Linked DNA regions of Mus musculus: region 2 is linked to region 1. Evidence: chromatin contacts called from public promoter capture Hi-C data. All regions are on one chromosome and are shown on one strand. The core of a region is the stretch at or near the end of the contact, and the rest is flanking DNA. Distances in the headings are between cores, read along the strand shown. Region 1 overlaps 5330439K02Rik (a long non-coding RNA gene). Region 2 overlaps Dip2b (disco interacting protein 2 homolog B).

Region 1 (7,661 bases), core at 3,019-5,518:
CATGAGCTATTGCCTTAAACTTACTATGAACTTATGGAATGTAAAAATGCTTAGAAAACCATGTGACCAATCATCTGCAGAAGGCATGAAAACTAAGAACACCAATAAATTGGTGGTAGAGCCCTTTTCTTCTTCATCCAGGATGCGTGTGTCTATGTGTGCCTGACTCCCTGCCTTCCTTCTTTCCTTCCTTCCTTCCTTCCTTCTTTCCTTCCTTCTTTCCTTTCTTCCTTCCTTTCCTTCTTTTCTCTCCTCGTCTTTTCTTTCCTATCCTTTTCTTTTCTCTCTGACCCACAAAGAGTTAACAAACTCTGAGCCTCTTGCCTGGCCAGTGAGGAGTCCCCAGTCAAAGAGAAAAGAGCCCAGGTAACTAAGTTCTTCTTCCCCTCTGCTTTCAGCTGGAGCCACAGCCTTTGGCCCTAGTCACCATACCCCTCTCTGCCTTTTACCAGGACCGTGAACATCTGGGGGCACCTCAGCTTTCCAGGAAGCCTCAACTATCAGCGGCTTTCTAACCAGAGCTAACCACAAGCCTGTTGGGATGATGTAAACCTGTAACCCCTGACCTCCAAAGTGGAAGTAGGAGACTCAGAGTACAATGCTAGCCTGCACTATATGAAACCCTGACAAGAAAGAAAAGAATGGGAAAACTCAGAACTTTTTTTTTTTTTTTTTTTTTTTTTTTTGTGGATTTTCAAGACAGGGTTTCTCTGTATAGCCCTGGCTGTCCTGAAACTCATTTTGTGGACCAGGCTGGCCTAGAACTCAGAAATCCGCCTGCCTCTGCCTCCCAAGTGCTGGGATTAAAGGTGTGCGCGACCACAGCCCAGCTCAGAAAATATTTTTAAAACCCCCCATTTGTTTAATTTGTTTAACCTAGTTATCTATCTATCTATCTATCTATCTATCTATCTATCTATCTATCTAATCTATTTTGGTTTTTTTGAAACAGGGTTTCTCTGTGTAGCCCTGACTGTCCTGGAATTCACTCTGTAGACCAGGCTGGTCTTTGAGATCTGCCTGTCTCTGCCTCCCGAGTACTGGAGTGCTGGTGTTGAAAGTGTGCACCACCACCTTCCAAGTTAAAAGATGTGTTTAGGGCTGGAGAGATGGCTCAGTGATTAAGAGCACTGACTACTCTTTCAAAGGTCCTGAGTTCAAATCCCAGCAACCACATGGTGGCTCACAACCATCTGTAACGAAATCTGACACCCTCTTCTGGAGTGTCTGAAGACAGCTACAGCATACTTATGTATAATAAATAAATAAATCTTTAAAAAAAAAAAAGATGTCTTTACTCTTATATGTAAGAGAGTTTTGCCTGCCAGTGTGCCTGGTGCCTGTGGTAGTCAGAAAACATTAGATCACCTGGAACTGGAATTACAGGCGGTTGTGAGCCATCATGCAGGTTCTAGGAACTGTCCTCTGCAAGAACAGCTAGTGCCCTTAACTGCTGAGACATCTCTCCATTCCCAGTTTTTTAAAAACAGGACTTCAGTATAAACTCCAGGCTTGCTACAACCTAAAAGCAATGCTTTTGCCTCAGCCTCCTGAATGCTGGTGTCACAGCAGTGCCACCGGGCCTGGCAATTCTGTTTTCTTTGAGTGATTTGCTGCTGATCATGTTCTCATTAACCGTGTGCAAGATTTTTGATTTTGTATCATCACCTTGCATTTTAAGTAACATTGGTGTGGTGGTTTAAATAGGTTTGCCCCCCATAGACACCATGATGATAATGGACTGAACTCTGAAACTGTAAGCCAGCTCCAATTAAATGTTGCCCTTTATAAGAGTTGCCTTGGTCATGGTGTCTCTTCACAGCAATAAAACCTTAACTAAGACAATTGCTTTTAAAAATCATATTTCGGGCTGGTGAGATGGCTCAGTGGGTAAGAGCACCCAACTGCTCTTCCGAAGGTCAGGAGTTCAAATCCCAGCAACCACATGGTGGCTCACAGCCATCCATAACGAGATCTGACTCCCTCTTCTGGAGTGTCTGAGGACAGCTACAGTGTACTTACATATAATAAATAAATAAATAAAACTAAAAAAAATCATATTTCATATGCTTAGAGGTTGATTGCACCTGTATTTTATTTGTAAACTTTTGGAACTCGCTCTGTAGACCAGGGTCACCCCAAACCTGCCTCTGCCTCTGCCTCCCAAATGCTGAAATTAGAGGCATGCGCCAACACCATTGGCCTTAAACTTTTTTTTAAAAAGGACAGTTTTGTTGGATGGGGTTATGCACCTTTCATCCCATCACTTGGAAGGCAGAGGCAGGCAAATCTTCCTGTTCCAGTCCAGCCTAGTCTACAGAATGAGTTCCAGGATCTCCAGAGCTACGCAGAGAAACCCTCTTGAAAAATAAACAAATAGACAGTTTTTGAGGGAGTCAGTTCTCCTAGCTCCACTGTGGATTCTGGGACTAGAACTCAGGTCGTGACACTTGTGTGACAAGTGCACTTACCACTGAGCCAACTTGATGACTATATTTTTTAAAAGTTTTATATCACATTTACCAACTTTAAGAAATCCCAAGAGCTCAGTTATAGTTTGGTGGTAGAGTGCTTGCCAAGGGAGAACAAGCTGCCAAATTTAGACCCCAGTACCACAAAAGCAATAACAAAAATTAATATTTTTTGACAGTGTCCTGCAAGCACTGTAGCTCAGGGTGGTCTTGAACTCACGATGCTCTCGTCTCAGCTCCTGGTGTGCCAGGATGCCAAGTGTGTGCCACTCTGCCTAGCTACCATGGTTTCACTTTGATCACTCAATGTTTTCAGGCCTTAAAGTAAATTGTGACCAATTGATTTATTTATATTTTTATTTTATTTTATTTTATTTTATTTGAGGAGAAGCAATCTTTTGAGCCAGGGTATAGCTCAGCTGTAGAGTGCTTGTCTAGCATACACCAAACCCCAGGCTTGACAAAAGAAAACCCCTCAACAGACAGCCACCGTCCCCTAAATATGCAAATAAAAACAGGATTAAACATTTGATAGTTTTTCTTTTTCTTTATTTTATGGGTGTTTTCCTTGGGTGTATGTCTGTATACCATGTGCACACTTTGTCCGAGGAAGCCAGAAGAAGGCATCCGATCCCCTGAAACCAGAGTTACAGGTGGTTGTGCTAGGAATCAAACCCAGGTCCTCTGGGGAGCAGGCAGTGCCGGTTGGCATCGCCAGCTCTGTCTGAAGGTTTGATCGTACTTACCTAGGTAAAAGCCAGCAGGTTTGCAACAGGGGCTTGTATTCCTGCATCACGTTTCTCAGTGATGAGTTTTCAGTGCCACACACACCAGGCAGGCATAACACCACCAATCCCCATTTCCGTCTCGTTTCCCGGGGGACTCTGAACACTCCGTAACCTTCCTGCGATCTTGATTTCCACTTTCCTTTCCGGCTTTACTGTTAAACGCCTGGCTTCTCTGTTTGTATGGAAACCGAATACCCTTTAAGAAGGCAAGCTTCTTGCTCTATTTACATATTTGTTCCCTTGTTTGTTTGCATTTGAACAAGCAGAAAATGAAATGGAAAGACCGCCCTCCACAGCAGAGGCAGACCGGCTGGGAGGCAGTGGCCTTGGTTCATGTATGCTGGCCTGACTGCCAGTGTTCTAAAATGACTTTAAAATCCCCTCATTTCACTGCAGGGGAAACTGAGGCTTCGGATAAGAGAAGCAACTGTAGACTAGTTAGAGTCTGCAGTACTTAGTCTAGGACACAGGAACGCTGAGGAGCTGTTAGCGAACTGCACTTCTCAGTGTCTGTGGAGGTGTTTCTAGACAAGGACGGACCAAAATAGGTTAAGGCTTGCTGTGAATATGGGCAGCAAAACCCAGAAAGTCTGCAGCGCCCAGGGAAAAAGATGGGCGTGGCTATGCATGCCCGTGACGCAGCGCTGTGGGCTTTAGAGACAAGAGAATGCTTGCTGCTTGCCAGCCAATCCCGGGTCAGTGAGGGAGGGACTGTCGCAAGGAAATGAGGCGAGAGGGCTATAAAGCAGGAAACCCACCTTCTCTGCCGGTGAATACACACACACACACACACACACACATACACACACACACACACACACACGCGCGCGCGCGCGCGCGCCACACAAACACCCCCTCCCTCCCTTGCTTCCTCTCCTTCCCTCCCACCCCCCCACCCCCGCCCCCGCCCCCAACACCAGCTTTCATGTTGTTTAAGGTCATAGCTCTGTGACAAGCACCCTTACGCGTCATGACTGGTAGCTTTTCTTCTCGGATCGAACCCACGCTGGTCCAGGCTACTGTCTTTAGGGGCTATCAGAGGACAGGGAAACTGAGCTGCCTCTAGGTTAGCTGCAGTTGGGTTCTGGATCTGATCTGACTCAAAGGCATTTACTGGCTTTCTTTCCCCCCAGTGATAAGGAGATCGCTGTCAGGCCTCCCCATGCAGTAGCAAAATGTTATCATCTAGAGATACTGTAATCAGGTAGATACTTTGGCCAAGTTACAGAGAGCCAGCGGCGTTGTGGTAAGCAGGCATTTCCTGCCATGGGACATTTTAAAACAAGGAATATAATGAGCTTCCACCCTAAAGGGAAGATTCTGTTGCGCATGTATGTATTGTATAGAAATACATATAACACATGTTTGTACTTACACAGGTAAGTGTATCTATGTCTATATAGATATATGCACAAACATAAATTATTTTTTTGTTTGTTTTGAATCGGGGCCTCTCTGCATAGCCCCAGCTGGCCTGGAACTCACTCTCTAGATCAGGCTGGCCTCCAACTCACAGAGATCCACCTGCCTCTGCCTCTGCCTCTGCCTCTGCCTCTGCCTCTGCCTCTGCCTCTGCCTCTGCCTCTGCCTCTGCCTCTGCCTCTGCCTCTGCCTCTGCCTCTGCCTCTGCCTCTGCCTCTGCCTCTGCCTCTGCCTCTGCCTCTGCCTCTGCCTCCAATTAAAGGTGTGTGCCACCACCACCCAGCTATACCTGTTGGAGGTGAGGGGAGAGGAAGAGAGTTTTTTTTTTATAAAGATTTATTTATTATTATATCTAAGTACACTGTAGCTGTCTTCAGACACACCAGAAGAGGGCATCAGATCTCATTATGGATGTTTGTGAGCCACCATGTGGTTGCTGGGATTTGAACTCAGGACCTTCAGCCACTGAGCTATCTCTCCAGCCTCAGTAAGGGATTCTGAAACCTCAAAGTCCATGATTAATAGTGTTAGTCATATTAAACATGAGTCTCTGCCACCAAATATTATAAAACTTGTGTTTAGGGCAAAGAACGCAAACCTTCTTTCTTACCTCATAAGACTTCTGTGCACATATTTTAGTCCCCATGACCTGGTAAAATCTTTGTTTACACAACAGACCCTGCTTCATTCTGGGAACTCGATGACCTGGATCTGCCACCCCCTTTCTCCATCTTCAATTCCTATGCACGAGTTCTTTTAAGACTAGACTAGGCTAGGGCTGGAGAGATGGCTCAGTGGTTCAGAACACTGACTGCTCCTGAGTTTAAATCCCAGCAACCACACGGTGGCTCACAACCATCTGCAATGAGATCTGATGCGTGTGTTTCTAGACAGCAACAGTGAACTCATATATAATAAATAAATAAATCTTTGAGAGTTCGAGGCCAGCCTGGTCTACAGAGTTCCAGGACAGCCAGGGCTACACAGAGAAACCCTGTCTCGGAAAAAAAGAAATCTTAAAAAAAAAATAATAAGAGTAGACTAATAAATAAGACTGTGAGGTCTTATCCTAGTCAATGCGGAAAAGACACAGCCACCATGTGCTAGAATAAAAACCAAGTGCATTTGCTGTCTCTGTACAAATCTCCTAGATCTTCAGTTCTCAACCTCTCTAAAGTAAAGCGGCAACCCTTTAATACACTTCCTCACGCTGTGGTGACCCCAGCCATAACATTATTTTTGTTGCTACTTCATAACAGAAATTTTGCTACTGTTATGATTTGTAATGTAAATATCTATGTTTTCCGATGGTCTTAGGCAGCCTATGTGAAAGGGTTGTTGGATCCCAAAGGGGACATTAGCCAAATGTTGTAAATCCCTGCCCTGGATCAAGAGTGAAGTTTTTGCCTGTCATGATGGTGTGGGCCTTTAATCCCAGAGCTCAGGAGTCAGAGGGAGGCAGATCTCTGTGAGTTTGAGGCCAGCCTAGTCTACTTAGTCTACTTAGGAGTTTGAAGACAACTGGGGATACACACTGAAACCCTGTCTCAACAAAACCAAAGTAAACAAATAAATACAATAGAGCACTCTGCAACACATGCACTGAGGTTGCAGGGATATGCAAGGAAAAGCAGGGTTCCTATGCCAACTCATAAAATGTAGTTTTATTGAGATTTTATTTTAAATTATGTATATAGCACGTGTGCGCATGCATATATGTGTGTGCGGTGGATGTGTGTGTGTGCGTGTGAGTGTGCATATGTGTGTTCATGTGTGTAGGGAAGCCAGAGAACAACCCCAGGTGTCACTCTTCAAAAGCCATCTGTGGTGGTTTGAATACCTGGTCCCCAGTTGGCGCAGCATGGCTGAGGGACAGGTTCGGAACTAAACAGCCTCGTCTCCTTCCTGTCTGCTCTGCCTTTGGGATTGCAGCTGAGGACGTGAGTGCCTTGCTCCCTGCCGCAGCTTCCAGCCTAGTGCTCACTGCCACGCTTTCCCTCTAACGCTCTGGAACCATAAGCCCAAATGCACTCTTCTCTGTTGCCTTGGTCACGTGTTTTATCTCATTGATATGAAAGCACCTTGTTTTCTGAGATGGGAGCCCTCCCTGCCTCCCAGGTCACAGGACGGCAAGCATGTGCCACTGTGTCAGCTTCTTAATGTGGGGTCTGGGCACAAGGCAAGCATTTCACTCACCAAGCTCCTTCCACCCCCACAAAGGTTTGCTTGGGCTTTCTTTGCGGGGGTGGGGGGCATGAACTGATGCACGCGTGTTGTGTGTAGGTTGTGTGCGTTCTTGTTAGTGTAGAAGTTATTCACATGGTTATGCTCACGTGAATACACGTGTGTGAAGGCCAAAGGTAGGTGTTTGGTGTCTTCTTTTTCCTCTCTTCTTTTTCTTTCTTTCTTCTTTGTTTGTTTTCTGACACAAGATCTCTCTGCATATCCCTAGCCGTTCTGGAACTCACTATGTAGACCAGGCTGGCCTCAAACTCACAGAGATCTTCCTGTCTCTGCCTGTAGTGTAGGAATCAAAGGCTTATACTTAATGTTTTTGAGAGACAGGTCTCACTAACCCAAAGCACATAGATCTGGATACTCTAGCAAGCCAACAGGCTTCAGGTGTTCCCCTCTCTCACCCTCCACTCCCCATTGCTGTGTGACAGGCATGGAACACTTGGATACACGTGCACAGACATGATGAACTGAAAAATATTGTTTTCTCATTTATTTTGTTTTTGTTTTTTGAGACTAGGCCTGTCTGTGTAATGCAGGGATTAAAGGTGTGTGCCACCATACCCAACATCCCATTTTTTTCATAAATTCTTTGAAATATATATATATATATATATGTATTTAAATGGGGTGTCACTACTATCCCTGGCTGTCCTGAAACTCACTATGCAGACCAGGCTCGAACTCACCGAGTGTGCTTCTTTCATCCCAGCGCTCAGGAGGCTGAGGCAGGGGGATCTCTGTG
Region 2 (7,661 bases), core at 3,358-5,857, 240 kb after region 1:
GCTACACAGAGAAACCCTGTCTCAAAAAACCAAAAAGAAACAAAAACCAAAAAAAAAAAAAAAAAAAACCCCAAACAAACAAAAAAACCAAACTAAGTCATTTTCACATTAACAATACAACCACAACAGTATGTAGCTAACATTTACCTAGTGTTTACTCTATGAGGGACTTAACTGGCTTGCTCTCCATCAGTTGTGACACACAAGATGGCCACATGGTTGTTATTTTCACTATACAGATAGAAAGACAAGTCTAAAGATTTCCCTAGACTAGAAAGGAGCCTCTACCCTGGTGGCTGGTGCCAGAGGCTGTGCTCTTAACCACTAGGTTGCACTGCCTCATTGGTTCATTTCCCACCAGCTTCCAGAGTTCCGCAGAAACACTAAGGCATGGTTCCACACTTGTGGTGTAAATGTGGCACAAAGCTTTGTGGATAACACCACAGGTCACTGAGTTTGGGGTGACACCTCAGGATACTGAGTTAGGGTGACACCACAGGACACTGAGTTTGCAACGTCTACAGGGTGACAGCTGGCAAAAGGATGGCACCAGCCACTAGGCTTGTGAAACCCTGACAGTTTTTGTGTACTGCAGATACAGGTAAAATGAATTTAACTGTCACAAAGGTTCTATTCCTTATGTGAGGCGCATATCATCATTACTAAAACAGAGCAAACAGTCTGACCTTGAAAGGCTTGTAACCAGCTGTGGTGGTATGAATGAGAACAGCCCCCTAGGCTCACAGATGTGAAAGGGTAGCCACCAGGGAGTCGCACTATGTAAAAGTATTAGAAGGATTAAGAGGTGTGGCCTTACTGGAGGGTAGGCTTTGAGGTTTCAAAAGCCCAGACCAAGCCCAGAATCTGTCTCTGCCTACAATCAGGATGTAGCTCTCCACTACTGCTCCAGTGCCTGCTTGCATGCTGCCATACACCCTGCCATGATGATAATGGACTAAACCTCTCAAACTGTAAACAAGCCCCCAACTAAATGTCTTCTCTTGTAATAGTTGCAAGTTCTCTTAGTCATGGTGTCTCTTCACTGCAACAGAACAGCAACTAAGGTGGTGGCAGGGGTGGCTCTCTGGTACCTACACTTCCAAGACTCCCCCATTAAACTATGGCTCCATCAGCTTTCCTCAAAGATGTGGGAAAAGAGTGGAAGAGAGGCTTGAGAATATTCCCACACTAAAGCAAACCCAACACATTGCGGAATATAACATTTATGAGTATTTTAAAATGTATACATGGGGCCCCTGCAGTCCCAGCCCTTCACAGGCGGGAGCAGGCAGGATTTGGCCAGTTTGCTTTCAAGTAAGAGGACAGCAGTGAACAAATCTGAGACTATTTCTAACCAGGCTGGATTCCAGTCTCAGCCTCCTCCTTCTGCCCCTTTCCATCGCTAGCTTTCCAAAAATCCAGGATTCCCAATAGAGGGAATGCAGTGGAGTCCAGTTCTGTTGGCTCAGTGTGTGACCTCAAATCAGCTGATTTCAAAGTGAAAATGAGATTCACACCTAACTCTCCCAAGTGCAAGTCTCCAATGAGATTCACACCTACCTCTCCCAGGTGAGAGTCTCCAACAGGTCCTTTGGTCTCAGGATTGACAATAACTACTTTTACTCCAGGTAAGATCTAAGAATCAAAGAGGAAATACAAATACTCAGTTCAACCAAGCCTCGTACCTGTGGCTGTGGCTTAGCTTACTGGTCTGAGGCATGGCTTCTAACCCCAAGCCCTGCAATCAACCAATGACCTCTAGGAACTGGACTAGAAATGGCAAGAGCTAATGAAGCAGCCATCACTCAAAGGGTCCTGAAGTGCTTTTCTGTTTGTTCCTGGTCAATCTTTCTCGTCTTAGTAGAGATGGAGGATCAGTGAGTTCCACTCTGAAGCTAGAACAATCCAGACTGCTATCTCCTCAGAGGGTTGAGAAACTTCTGCTCAAGGCCACAACAGCAAGACGCTGGTAAGTATCTCAGCCATTCCCTTTTGGGTAAGCCTTTCCAAAGATAAACTAGGAGGAGAACTTGGAGACCACTCCACGGGGAGCTCAGACTACAGTGGGGAGCCACAATAGGGAGGAAGAGAAACATATGCTGTCTGGGCTCATGGATGAGGGCTCACCTAAGATGATTCCACGGTAGTAGTGTAGTTCAGCAGTAAGCCACTTGCCTACTATGGACGAGGACCATTCTGGGCAAACAGGCAAGAGAGTCATCCAGCCATTTGGGTTACTGTCTCTTGCCCTGTTAATTTTTTAGCTTGGGTTTCTAAAGCCTGAGACTTACTACCCAGGTTTAAGTATCTAAAACCTAGAGGAAGGGAATAAAGGGTAGCCTCGGCCTACCCTCATGACATGATATTCCTGCTTCCACGTGCTCCCAACTGCAGACATGAGCAATGAATGGCACAGCCCACACACGCAGTTCACACAAGCCCCCTGTGTTGTGACATATGCTGGAGAGTAGGCAGAGTCTCCTTTGGGTTTCTTTCTTCTCTGCCTCAGGATTCCTAGGCAGGACCCTGACACATCTTCTCAATTCTGTCCTCTGTCTGGACAGTTCAGGGTGAGGGATGACAGAGGGGGAGGTGGTGAGGATGGAGGGGATAGGGTGAAGGGATGCTCAGAGTAGCTGCTAGCTCTCTAGCTCTCTTTCTCGAAGCTCCTCTCTGTCCTGACTTTCAGTGTTTACAGACAGAGCTGGCTTCCTCAGGTGCTGCCCCTCTAGCCACTTTGCTGGCTTATCAGTAAGAATGGCGTGTCCATGGGATTTAAACAATCTGGAGATAAGTGCACATCTGGTCTTCATGCATCTGAAACCATCCATTAAGGAAAGCCTATGGGCTTTTCTCTAAGCTTGACTGGACTCTTCTCTCAGGCTTCAGCCCTCTTCCTCCATCCCAGCCTTCCCCAGCAGCTAGCAGAATAGAATACCTTTCCAGATTCAGAAAGCAGGAGGCTCTGGGGGGCACCCCGTTCCACAAGACGGACCCTGTAGAGAAACAGGGGTTAATGTCTAGTCTTTATAAAATGGGGTTCACTACTGCAGCTACCTCCTCAGGATGTCTAACTGGCACCTCTGCTCCCAAAGTGGGCTTCTCACACTCCACACACTTGATGCTCTGGGTCAGTTTACTAGGTTTCAACAGCAGCTCCCACTGTAACAACCTGTTCCCAGGAGTCGAGAGGCGAGCCTCTCCAGGGAAGGAGACCTGCCGTCAGGCCACCAGATATGTCAGCAGGTGGAGTGCTGCTGCTTAACCGTGACACCAAGTACTGTGACTCATGTCCATGACTCCGGTGCTGGGAGGCAGAGACAGGGGAGTCTACGAGGCTGCCCAGAGAGCAATCTTCTCAGAATTGGCAAGCCACAGGTCTCAGAGATTGACCCTGTCCCAGAAAACAAGGTGGATGGTCCCTGAGGAACCAAGTAACACCACCTAGGGTAGTTTTCTGGTGCGCACATATGCACGCATGCTCACACACACACACCCAGCACGAGTGTGGCCTGGGGTCTCTGCCTAGGCACACTGGGGACTAGCCACCAGCCTAATGTGCAAAGGGCTCCGTATCTCAGCATCACGCTGTGGGACAAAACTTAAAATCTCAGTGAGAGAAAAAGCGGCTTCACAAACTATGGACTCAGATTAAGTGTTGTGTCAAAGCCCTGTCCTGGCCTCACGTCTGCCTCATTTTTTTGAACTGCAGAACAAAGACACTATCTATTGTTTGTTTTCTTTTGTTTTTGTTTTTGTTTTTGAGACAGGGTCTCCCTGTATAGCTCTGGCTATCCTGGAACTCAGAGATCCGCCTGCTTGAGTGCTACAGTTAAAGGCGTGCGCCCCACACGCAGCCCCACAAAAGTATATACATTTATAGCTAGAAACTAAGATTACATTTTAATTATAGAACAATACAGCAAGCCAGGCATGATTCCTCATGCCTATAATCTAGCAGAATCAGAGGCAGGAGGATGGCTGTAAGTTTTAGGCCAGCTCAGACTATATAACAAACTGGGGTTTCAAATCCTACTCCACCTCTTGGGTGATGAAAAACCAACCAAGGCCTAAAGCTAATGTCAATGAAGCAACTGTGAGAACTGAAGCTTTTTTTTCATAAACAAAATTCCTATTATTTACTAATGACAGACATGAGACCTTCCCCTTCCTGCATCACCCCTCAAGATGTAAACAAGAGCAGGACAGGGGTGCTGATGTTGAGGTCAAGCTCTGTGCTCACCATACCTGTCATGTCTCAGCGACTTCAGATCCACATACACAGTTGTTGGATCCGGCCCTGAGGTTCCCTAAAGAAGAACAAACCAGCACACTGTTTATTTAAAGCCTGAACGAGCTGTCTCTCTTCCACAAATGGGAAATGTCTGCTGTCGGAGAGCTCATTCTCACTTTCTCTTTAACCAAGTGAGCCATAAAAGGGGGAGCGGGGAGGAGCCTTGGGCCTGGCAACCTCTTGGCTATCTCTGCAGCAATGAAGCAGTACCAAGCCTGGGGAGTGGGTTTGGGTAGTTCCCTACCCAGGGCTCAGAGCAGGGGCTGATGAGAGCAAGGGGCAGGATGGGACTCTACAGGGAAGTATGATGACATTTCCTGCAAGCCTCTTGACCTGGGTCACTGGAGACCAGAGTCTTAGTCACCCTCTCTTCCCCTTGGCTATGCATGCATGCACTTGCCTCATGAGCTGCCAAGCACATAAAGTCAGACTGTTCTAGATCTACCCAGAACAACATGGCAAAAGATGCAGCTTTATTTTTAGAAGGCAAAATATGGGGGACAAGAAGGATGTATATTAATTAATTAATGACATTAAAATAGGACTCAGGGGGCTGGAGAGATGGCTCAGAGGTTAAGGGCACTGACTGCTCTTCCGAAGGTCCTGAGTTCAAATCCCAGCAACCAAATGGTGGCTCAAAACCATCAGTACAGCTACAGTGTACTCATATACATAAAATAAATACATCTTTAAAAAAAAAAAAGGGACTCAGGGAGGTTCCTGGAGCACTCTGTACTAGGAGAGAGTATCACATGGAGGCCACTGGCTTGCTCTTGTCTGAGTGCTTCCCTAGTAATCCGCTGACCTGTAGGCCAACCCTGGGCAAACAAAGGCATCATTTTATAGATGAACATAGGAGATGCAGCAGGCAAGATAAAAAGCCTAAATCTCCACAGTGACCCAGCAGAACCAGTCTCAGGCAGAGCAGCATGGCCTTGAAGACACTACAAGGCCTCACAGTCTACTCAGGGGGTCAGAAGACTGAGGCAGGGAGACTGCTGTGAGTTCATGGTCAGGCAACTCTGTCTCAAAGACCCAGCAGCAGCAACAAGAACTTCATGGTGCTGGAGCTGGTCTGGAACTGCTTGTTTTCAAAATGCTAAACATTGGATCTGGTTGCAGTCAAAACCAGCACTTTCCCCCATACACCAAATGATGTGTAAACTTTGCTTGTTTTTAGTCTCTGACTGATTAAACAAAAGTGGCTGACAGCCAATTACTTGGAGAATAGAGTAGACAAGGCCTTGGTTCCTAGGCTTAGGGGTCACAGGTAGGGACCACGAGGGAGGAAGGAGAAAGAAGACAGGAGAGCCAGAGGTCTCCATTAGACAGGATGGACTAGGACATGTGGCCAAGAGAAATGCCTCCTGAGGACAGTCAGATGGAGCAGAAATAACCCAGGTGAGACTCAAACAGTAAATAACTTGGGGAGTCTAGTTGGGAAATGGCCAGTCTAGTGTAAAAAACATCACCCAAGGGGGCTGGAGAGATGGCTCAGGGGTTAAGAGCACAGGCTGGTCTTCCAGAGGCTGTGAGTTCAATTCCCAGCAACCACATGGTGGCTCACATCCATCTGTAATGGGATCTGATGCCCTCTTCTGGTGTGTCTGCAACAGTGTGCTCACATACATTAAATAAATAAATCTTTTAAACAGCAAAATCAAAACATCGCCCAGTAAATATGCTAATGCTGATTAAATAAATCCATGTAACTCTGACTCAATTACTGTGGGACTCGTAGGGTCATAATAAGAACTAATAGAATTATTAAATACCACACATCAACATGGTGTTACCTGTAAACATATTGCTACATTGACTCTGGATCCAAAAGTGGTGCTGACAGCTCGAGGGGACAGACCGATGTCTTTGAAGAGCTTGGAGAAGGACTGCTGAAGGCTGACACGGGGCCGCTCCTCTGCCACCACCACACAGGTCCGGATGCAAGAAAGATTGATCCCTCTGGTCTGCAAGAAATTGGTGTCAGAAACATAGTTAGAAAGATCCCTTCTTGTTCGGGAAAAGCCAAGGGGTACCTTCTGGGCCCAGACACAGAGAAAAATATCTTTCAGAAAGGAAATGGCCAAATGCCTAGGTACTATCACCTACAGCTGATCTACTCCATGCCTTTCCTCTGGGGCTGAGGAGGGAAGCACCAGGCTAGGATGCACAGGCCCTGGATTGCACCATCACCTCCACAAAAGAAGGGGGGTACCCCAAAACCCAAGCTTTTAGGCTTCTCTTCTCAGCACTGTACTTCTGTTCTAGCCCCATTCCCTTGCATTTCTCTCATTCCCTAGTCTGCAGACAGCTAGCTCCCCACCACCTGTGTTAGTCCTTGGGGTGCTACTTCTCTGTTAGGGAGGGAATTCAGTATGTGACTTCCTCATACCTGGCCACTGGATGCAAACATGAACATGGACCCTGTCCTTCAGGGAGTGCCTCATCTCCAGTGTTCTGGGGTCCTCATTTTGCTGGGAAGAATCTACCCGCAGTGAGTTTCCCACATACTGTTATATAAATAGATCCTCTCCCTTTCCACACAGAATAAAATTAGCTTTGAAAGAATGCACTAAGTTAGGAAGAGGGCCGTTCAAGTCCCTGCCATTTACGAGCTATCCACTCAGTCCTGGACAGCAGGAAAGGGCAGCGGGCATGCTGAGTACCCTGCTCCGGCTGCAGCAGCCCTGGCCTGTCCGTCAACCCTCTAAGGACCGGTCACTCGCTGGGCTTGCTCCTCACCTTCAGCACCTCCACCTGGTTCCCCAGCCCTTTAGTGCACAGCTCCATGACTGAGTAGGAGCAGAAGGTGTCCCTGATCTTGTACTGGTTGACAGTGGCGAGCCAGAGGAAAAGGTTGTTTTCCAGCTCCATAGGAGGGATCAAGACGGACTGGTGACCCGAATACACACTGCAAAAAAGGAAGTGGAGAGTGGACACACTTACCCTCAGCATCGTACCTAGCAGGGCAGAGACAGCAGAGGGCCTTTAGTACAAGGCTGACCATTCCTCTCATCCCTTTATAACTCACAAGACACGTGACCAGAAAACAAGGCAGGCTACAGTAGGTGTGACACAAATTCACAGGAAGAGCCAAGAGCACAGAAGTAAATCAGTTCACTCAAACTGAGAAAGCAGGGGTGGGGTGCAGCACTCAAGAATGAGTGTCTAGAAGTAGGGGTGGGCTGGGAAGGCAGAGGGGCAGCATGTAGTACAGAGCATGCATGGCATTCCTGGAGCAGAGTGCAGAGGGATTATCTGAAAGGCTGGAGCAACTGTGAAAGGTGGCTGCTGGCACACGGAGGCCAGTCTTTTACCCTTAGAGTGTGGCTGTGTTGTTATAAAACCAACATGGAGGAGGACTTGG

Evidence for each region. Capture Hi-C pulls out chosen DNA fragments and counts their contacts.
Region 2: a contact with region 1 is called in a promoter capture Hi-C map of adipose tissue. The contact joins two enhancer-like sites. A contact is called at or near these places in 3 of 484 Hi-C or Micro-C datasets (all in embryonic stem cells), 2 of 115 datasets of contacts at active chromatin or transcription factors (bone marrow-derived macrophages and embryonic forebrain) and 2 of 9 other capture datasets (adipose tissue and embryonic stem cells).

The regions. Positions count from the first base shown.
Region 1 is chr15:100,439,993-100,447,653 of GRCm38.p6, reverse strand. It overlaps 5330439K02Rik (a long non-coding RNA gene), which reads left to right. Exons shown (of 3, transcript XR_001781773.2): 2 at 7,629-7,661. Among named protein-coding and RNA genes, the nearest start is that of Gm5475, 21 kb to the right of the region's middle. Within about 2 kb of position 4,268, at least 311 of the 459 cell types and tissues checked have an H3K27ac peak or open chromatin away from gene starts, as enhancers often do. A contact at or near this core is called in adipose tissue and bone marrow-derived macrophages, where this site is marked.
Region 2 is chr15:100,201,732-100,209,392 of GRCm38.p6, reverse strand. It overlaps Dip2b (disco interacting protein 2 homolog B), which reads right to left. Exons shown (of 38, transcript NM_001159361.2): 31 at 7,037-7,205; 32 at 6,091-6,261; 33 at 4,249-4,310; 34 at 2,939-2,996; 35 at 1,561-1,635. Among named protein-coding and RNA genes, the nearest start is that of Atf1, 22 kb to the left of the region's middle. Within about 2 kb of position 4,607, at least 88 of the 459 cell types and tissues checked have an H3K27ac peak or open chromatin away from gene starts, as enhancers often do. A contact at or near this core is called in adipose tissue and bone marrow-derived macrophages, where this site is marked.